2 separate regions of the Xenopus laevis genome follow, and region 2 is linked to region 1. Evidence: chromatin contacts called from public Hi-C data. All regions are on one chromosome and are shown on one strand. The core of a region is the stretch at or near the end of the contact, and the rest is flanking DNA. Distances in the headings are between cores, read along the strand shown. Region 1 holds the start of rxra.S (retinoic acid receptor RXR-alpha-like). Region 2 has its middle 11 kb from the start of LOC121397816.

Region 1 (4,185 bases), core at 932-3,431:
CACACCCCCTAATTACCATGTTCGTTTTACAAAATTTGGCAGGTTATGAAAGTTTGACAATATTTCTCCTTATCTAAACTGTTTTTTGTGTCTCAAAATTGTTACAAAGTATCTTATTTGCACCTGTTAGGTGTTCTGGGCTCTCTGCTAAAAGCCAATTAAGTGAGAAACTTTGTTTCTTTTTCTGGCTGTTCAGTACAGAGAAAAGAGGGACTTTCCAGTACAAATGAGGGACTGCGGGTTGAAGTGTCAAAAGAGGGACTGTCCCTCCGAAAAAGGGACAGTTGGGAGGTATGCTCTAAGTTTGTTCATAGTCTGTATATAGAGATACCATAAAACTATGGCAGTATAGGTATTCCCCTGTACTAAGCACAATTCAGCAGGAACAGCCCCCTAAATTTGCTCATAACCTGTACAGAGAGATCCCATAACACTATGGCAGCATAGGTATTCCCCTGTACTAAGCATAATTCAGCAGGAACAGTCCCCTAAACTTGCTCATAGCCTGTACAGAGAGATACAGCATATGGCATAGGTATTCTCCTGTACTAATGAGCTAAAAGCACTTATGAAAGTTGTAACCAAAATCTGAATTTAATCTGCCTGGGGTAAAAAAAAATCCTGTTAAATTGAATGTACATACCTAAAGAACAGGTTCAGATTACAGGGGGAAAAACCCGGGATTGCTATTCTCCATACATCTGTTTCATGTTTAAATCCATATCTATTACAATAAATTAAAGGAATATTACATTGTGGAAACAATAAATCTGTGTTATGTTTAAATGTTCAGATATTCTGCTAAATCATGCGATGCTGAAAGGTTGTTCTTCCGGGGGGGATTACTGGTCAGGCGATTATCGCTCAGAAACGCAACGTGCAAAAGCACCGGAAGAGACGAAGTGTCCATGTGATCAGCAATTCAGCATTCATGGCAGTTTCCAGCTACAAATCACCCTATGAGCCATTGAAGGGGCTAATCAGAGACCAATCAGATCTTTATTTGCCTAACTTCTAGACGACCAGTCAATATGAATTGTTGTTTGGTTGCTATTGGCAACAGCACTTCTATTTAAAACCTTCACGTGCCCTCTATTCTTTCAGCCTTTAGAGGAATTTGTTGGTTCTTGCCAATTGGTTGAGGCTGTTGAGGGATCTGTTGTTTTTATTGTTTCAATTGCCCTTTGTTACGTCAGATAAAATATTTTAAAAAAGGAATAGAAACTGCCAGCATGCTGTAGACATAGGATAAATTGCAATTGGTCTTTTTTTGATGTGGTCCCATTAATCCTAGCAACTGATGGCACTGCAGTTTGAATGGTAGACTGATAGGGAAGGTGGAGGCAGGTTAATGCCAGGGGATTGGCTGCTTTCTTTGGTGGCCCACATTGTATTTCAACCTTAATTCGCTGATACTGGTATGTTGAGTTTACAGCCCGGCCTGGGACCCAGTTCTGGTTTTGCTTCCCCTTTGGCCCTAACAATGCCAGGGTGCAGCTCCTTTAATGGCTTTTCCCCTTCACCATTTGGAGTCTGTAGAACAGCTGGGCCAGAGCTTCTTCCTTTCCAGCTGTTTTGAAGCATACGGCTCCTGGGGCATGCTGGGAGTTGTAGTTCAGAACAGCTAGAGAGACTGCAGGTAGAAAGTGGCATGTCTTGACTCAGTTGCAACTCGGGGATCCTGCCCTGGCACTGCTGCCTTACATAGGGGAATGGGCAGATCAGGAAGGAGCTGTCCTGGATGGTGGTGGGTGGCCTCTATATTCTGCAAATAGAGGGTGCATATTGTATGTAGCAGTCTGGCATTGTTGGGGTTAAGCAGTTGAGCCCCTTTTGGTTCCCAAGTAACAAGTTTTCACCTCTTATCCATGCGCCCCTATATATATCTCAAATAGTACCCCCCTAAGTGTGTGCCATGCCCAGTGTTTTGCACATTTGCCCCAAGCTGCATGGCAGAGCCAGAGAATGCCATTATGTGCCATATGTAGAATAGGGAATGTCATGCTGTGCCACTGTGAGGGCAATACTGTGAGCCCGTGTTGTACTGTGCCACTGTGAGTGCCATACGGTTGATGTGAGAGCAAGTGCCACGCTGTTGTGCAACTGTCATGAAGCGCGGGGAGCGAGTTCGCGCAGAGAGAGGCGCATTTGTAGCTGCCGCCTGTAGGGGGCCCCCAGCGCAGCCTTTTCTCCCCAGTGTCTGCTTGTTCTCCCGGCTCCCCCCCTCTGCGCTGTGTCACTGGTTGAGGGTTCGGCCGTCGCTGCTCCCCTTGGCGGGGCCCCGTTGCATTGCAGCCCGAGGAGTTGGAGCGGGGAGGCAGGACAACTACTTTCCTTACATTGTTGGTGAGTTTGCAGCAACTCCTCCGCCTGGGCCCCCGACGCTGCTGGATCTTACTGTCCCCGGGGCCCGTGGATTTCCCGTTCCCTCCAAGACCATCGCTCTCCTGGGCAGGATTTCAGTGCGGGGCCCCAGCTTCCAGTTCCCACCACCAGGCGTTTGGCATGAGTTAACCAGCCATGGACACCAAGCATTTCCTGCCGCTGGGTGAGTACTGGGTGCCAGTAGGGTGCTGTGCTTGGGTGGGGGGCACTTACCTACTGCAGCTGCTATTGCCTGTCTCCTGCTCATGCCCCTGAGTTCTTATTCCTGCCACTCAACCCCCACAATGCACTTCTTGACTTCATGCCCCCTCTGGCTTTGCTGCCCACCTTCAGCAGTGACTGGCAGATATTGGTCACAAGTTCTTTGGGCACAGGCAGTGACACAATCCTTCCTCTTCTCCAGCTCTTATTAACTGCACACCTCATGGGTTGCTGGGGCATGTTGGGAGTTGTAGTTTACAGCAGCTGCAGAGCAGGTAAAAAGTTCTTTGGCTCAAGTGTAAGTCAGGGGAGTCCTGTCACAAAGGGGGAGGGGAAATGCCCAATGTGTTTATGATCCCGGCATGTATAGGCTACTTCCTATTTTATCAAGTACCTGCCAATGGCTCTTAACCCATTTATACCAGGGTGGCAACAGAAAGGTGACAATTGTTATGCAAATGGAACTGGGTGATTCCAGTTGCTTCTGTAGAGTTGTGGCACTACTGTTCCCAGCAGCCTTCTTTGTCGTTAATCTGAGGCTGATTAACTGCCACAGGGGTATGCGCAGTCCTTAGTAGAAATGGCCCACTGCATTGGACAAACTTCCCCTTCCCCAAGCAAAGATGCACTGATTTATTGGTCTCGCTGAGTGCACGCGGTTTTGGCACCTCTTCCCATCACCAGCACCCGCTGCCACACAAACTGGTTTCTAATTACAAGCATTTGGGACAAGTACCCCCCATCCCTTCTGTCCTGTGACCCTGCGCTCGGTCTTGGGAGCTGATCCTCAAGCTCAGAGTAGGAGTTCTGCTGCTATAATAAAGGGCACAGAATTGCGATCACTCCTATAAATGCCCATTTGGTGCCATCGGATAAATGTGGGATCTTCCGTATTTCTTATACAGAAACATTATTTTTAGCATTGTATTCAAATTCAGGCATTTTTGCAGACTGCTTCACCATGCCCAATGCGTTTGTAGCCAGTCAGTATGCAGATTGGATTATTTATATGCATATGGTTTGCAAGGGGATGAGGAGGTGCCTGCGGGCACATGTCTAAAAGGTCCAACTCAGGACTGAGAACTGTTTGACGCTGGTCTCCTTATTGTCAGTGGTGGGTGGTTTCATGGCGCTGCCTGTTTTCAATAAAACCGTGACTTTTTTCATGACACAATGTAGCTGCATGCTGATACAACACTGTGATATCTATGGGATAAGCTACACTGGTGGCACATGTGGGATCACATCTGTACAATTATTTCTATGGTCAACCCCCCCTCTTTTTTATCTAGTGATGGGTAATGCCAAGGTAACAAGACCTTGCCCGGCCCAATTCACTGCACCAGACAATGAAATAAATAAAAGCTGAATTCCATCCCCAAACTTGTCAGGCACCTGGGGTGTTTATTTCCTTGCACCGTGAAGGATCCGTGTCTCTGGGTGCTGCACAATGATAAATGCCCCATAGAACATTTACCAAGTCTGACCCACTTCACTGACCCGGGGATACCAGTGGGCAGTTAGCTTGATCCTCTTGGGATTGGGCATTGGACTGTCAAACCTTGAATGTCGGAGGGTAAGACCCCCTTGCTCTGTGCT
Region 2 (4,185 bases), core at 597-3,096, 62 kb before region 1:
TAGATCTACCAGGCAGCTGTTATCTTGTGTTAGGGAGCTGTTATCTGGTTACCTTCCCATTGTTCTTTTGTTTGGCTGCTGGGGGGGGGAAAGGGAGGGGGTGATATCACTCTAACTTGCAGTACAGCAGTAAAGAGTGATTGAAGTTTATCAGAGCACAAGTCACATGACTTGGGGCATCTGGGAAATTGACAATATGTCTAGCCCCATGTCAGATTTCAAACAGGGTGCTGTCCCCACTCACTCGTATTTAAAATGAGGAGCAGTTCTGGGTGGCAGGGTACAGGGCACAGGTCAGGGAGGAGGTGCAGAATAACGTCCCTAAACATCTCCCCAACCCTTTCTTCATAGGCAAGGAGAGAGGCTCCTGTTTCTACCCTGGGCAACCTCGCCAGTGCTTTAGATGCAGCTCCAAAGGCTTGCCCATGGGTAGAGGAGGAACTCTTTCAGCCAATAGAGGAGCCTGTAATGGAGCAGGGAAGGACAGAGGAGCCAATGGAATCAGGTAGTGATGCAGAAGAAGGAGAAGTGAGGAAGGCGATAGTGAGGAAGATGAGGCAGGGGAGAAAAGTCAGAAAGACAGAGCAGAGTGTCCCCCCAACAGAGTGCACCCCAAAATTAAGGCAAGTGGGTAGAGGGAAGAAGGGTGGAACGTGGTAGGAAAGGCAGGGAAGAACGAAGGTCCTTTTAGACAACATCATTGAGGTGTCCAACAGATATGTGCTGCCTGAGGGTAAGAGTTAGGAGGAAGTGGCAGAAGAAGAGGAGGAGATAAGGGTGGAAAGGGAGGAACAGGAAAGGAAAAATGCAAAAGAAAAGGGTGAGGAAAAGGAGAAAAAGAAGGAAGATCAAGCGCAACAAGAAGTTAAAGGGAAAGTAAAGGAAAGTTACACTAACAATCCACGACCCCAGGAAGGGGAAATAACTGAAGATCAGGGCAAGAAGAGAAAAGGGAGAATTTCCACAGAGATGGAACAGGGAGACTTGAAAAGTGATGAAGTTCTTTTCATGGAAGAAGATGGACATTTTCAGGAAATTAGAGGGATCCCAGTGAAGAGATACAGTGGGGGAAGATGTTCAGGGCAAATCCATTAAACCCTCAGAAAGTCAGAGGTGCAGGCGCTCCTAATGTTGGGTAATTAATCAGCATTTAAGGTACATGTGATGTGAGAAATCACTGGGAAAGCACAGTAACTGTTACGTTATAGAGAAGTTTATTTTTGTTTTCTATGATATGAGATAAAATAGCAAATGTCTTTGAGTCTATTTAATATTTGTAATTGCTCTTCATGATGTCTGTGCATTTGTTCTGCATTTAGTAGGTTAAATCTGTTATTTTATGTTTATGCTTGTTTTAACCTGTAATTTGTATTAATCTAATAAAAAAAATTCTTTCCTCCCATATGTATAAATACAAATATACAGAGAAGGAATGTTCTGGGCACACAATAAGCTATAACCTCATACTGTACTGTCTAAGGGAATCAATATGGCACTTCCCTCCCATATGTATAAATACAAATATACAGAGAAGGAATGTTCTGGGCACACAATAAGCTAAAGGGAAACTGGCTTTGCTGAGTGGGCTACTGTTCCCTTTCGGCACTTCCAGACGCCCCACTTGCAATACAATTCATGCACTGCCAAAAAGAGACCTTTACAGGCGGAGCAGTGTTACTGGGGATACTCAGGCTGAGTTAAGCAGCCGCCTTCCCAGCGTCGAATGCTTATTGTTAAGTGGACAAAATATGAAGCAGACTTGGCTAAGGTTCCAGTTCTGCTGTTTGGACAAAGGCATATTAAGTGTCCTGTCCCAGCTGTAGCGCTGAGCGGCTCTGGGCTGCGATGCGTGGCCGCCGGCCAGGAATTTCATATGAAAATAAAGAGAAAGTTTGGGGAAAATAATTGGGTTACTTTGTTTTTCTTTTTCTGCCCTTGCCCACACTAGGTCCCTCCAGTACGTATGCTGAGGTTATGGGTCTAACCCTCCTACCCAGAACCCAACTGTACCGCTACCCTCCATGTAGTCTCTCGTCTGCCTGTGCAGAACCAATGCCCAGTCCCCTGGCCAGAGGGGGAGACCTCCTAAATGGGGTGCCTAGTTATTAGCAGTCACCAACGAATCCTGGATGGTGGGCCCTGCCAGCAGGTAAAATGGGGGCCCCAATAAATAAGCACCAAATTGTCATGCCCCTAATTTATCAAGCCATTCCCCATAATACCAAAACCCTGCCTATGCGCCACCTACTTCTTCTTCCCACCAGTGATTAAATAAGCCACACCCCTTTATCTGTGGCCACCTATGGCCATTGGACACCTTGCCAAGATTCCCTCCTGACTAATTTAACACACAAAAAAAAAATAATTTTTATCTATCTAATACATCCATTCTAATACATTCATTATACATTGTTTCAGGAGTCAGGAACAGCAGTGCAAGGAATATAAACAAACAGACAATGGGAAGACATTTAGTGCAATGTAGTCATGGTACAAGCCTGTCATTCAATTATCCGGAAAAAAAATCAAAATATTTGCATTTCTGTTACTTACTGATCCTTAACTGCCGCAATGAATTGGATGTTCAAAATCCAGAGAGTTGGGTGTAACGACTGTGTTCTGCGAGTGTTTGCTACAGAGTTCCAAGCAGTGAGCAAGGCCTTAATAAACAATCCCTGCATAATCACACCGTCCATGTTCCATTCTAGTCATCTGCCATATTTCTTCCTAGATGGTACAGTATGAGGGTATAACTTATTGTGTGCCCAGAACATTCCTTCTCTGTATATTTGTATTTATACATTTGGGAGGAGGTGCCATATTGATTCCCTTAGTACAGTATGAGGGTATGGCTTATTGGGTGCCCAGAACATTCCTTACCAGCACGCCGACCCCCTCCGGGTGCCCCCCCTCGACCGGTAATCTTAAAGATGCTGAACTTCAAGTATAGAGACACCGCCCTAAGGTCAGTGAGGAATAAAGGAAAAATCATCCATGAGAACGCGAGAGTCTCCCTCTTTCCGAACCTTTCCACAATGGTCCAGAGGAAATGCAGCTCATTTACAAAATTCAATATGCAGTGCTATTCCCGGTAAAGCTGGGCATCACTTCGGGGGATTCAACTGTGTTCTTTAACTGTCCAGAAGACGCTATACAATGGATGAAAACGCATCACTCCACGGACCGTAGGCAACGGCCACAGATTCAAGATGCGGACAATAACTAGCACCCGAGTCCTAAAGAAAGCTCTGCAAACATGGAAATCATAGCCGATTCGGCAAGACTATATGTCACTTATATAATCAGCCATTTTGGCTAACACTTGGGATACTCCAACAGCTCCCAAGAATACTTTTTTTTGCAGCTAATAAAAAGCAAGCCAAATACAATGCTCTTATGTCCTAAGACAGGGATGCGTCATCCTAGGCTCCAGAAACAATCCCAGCATGAGTTAACTTTCTACATTGTCAGGCAGTAGGCCAAATGCCCCATTGTATAAATACTGAACTACCTCGGGATCGAATTCCTCCTTTCAGAATGGGCAAGCAGTGTCAGACTGGGATGCCAAGGGCCCACCAGAAAACCTTAGGCTGAGGGCCTACTTTCCAAATACTATACCTCCTCTCCTCACTCAACTTCTTTATTCTCCTAGTCTCTTTTCTCGACATACTATACTCTATTCTTTCATTATTAACCTCTTTGTTCTCATAAAGAAATAGGGAGTGACCATGAAATAGGCCAAATGGTAAAAAGCAAGAGGCCCACTGACACCTGAGCCCACCAGGAGTTTTCCTGGTATCCCAATGGGCCAGTCCGACACTGTGGGAAAGTATTCTCAGGAATCACCAGGAGCTTTGTCAGTGCATAAAAGTAATCTATCTCTACCTCACTCTACCAAAGTTTTCTAGGCGGGTAGGGGAGGGACAAGTTGGGAATTTATGAGGGTGTCCCTTATATAAGAATCTGTTGGAGGCGAGGGGTACTTCTTCCAGGTAGCCCATTGGAATTGGCAAAGGGCTCTACCTATGATATCAGAGGATATCTGGGAAGAGGCCACAGAGAGGGCCTACAGTTACCTTATCTTGGCAAGGGATAGGCTGATCAGTTTTAAAATCCAACACTTCTGCTACTACTCCCCTTTAGGCTGAATAGGGTCTTCCCTAGTAAATCTTCAGCGTGCCCAAG

What was found. A called contact is a pair of places that touch in the nucleus more often than the background predicts.
Region 2: a contact with region 1 is called in a Hi-C map of the XL177 cell line, with 2.3 times the contacts expected there. The contact joins the enhancer-like site here to the promoter of rxra.S in region 1. A contact is called at or near these places in 2 of 4 Hi-C or Micro-C datasets (the XL177 cell line and the XTC cell line).

Annotation. Positions count from the first base shown.
Region 1 is chr8S:30,258,500-30,262,684 of Xenopus_laevis_v10.1, reverse strand. rxra.S (retinoic acid receptor RXR-alpha-like) reads left to right here and starts at 2,181. Exons shown (of 11, transcript XM_018232591.2): 1 at 2,181-2,548. The coding sequence starts at 2,521.
Region 2 is chr8S:30,320,057-30,324,241 of Xenopus_laevis_v10.1, reverse strand. No RefSeq gene overlaps it. Among protein-coding and RNA genes, the nearest start is that of LOC121397816, 11 kb to the left of the region's middle. Within about 2 kb of position 1,846, at least 1 of the 7 cell types and tissues checked has an H3K27ac peak or open chromatin away from gene starts, as enhancers often do.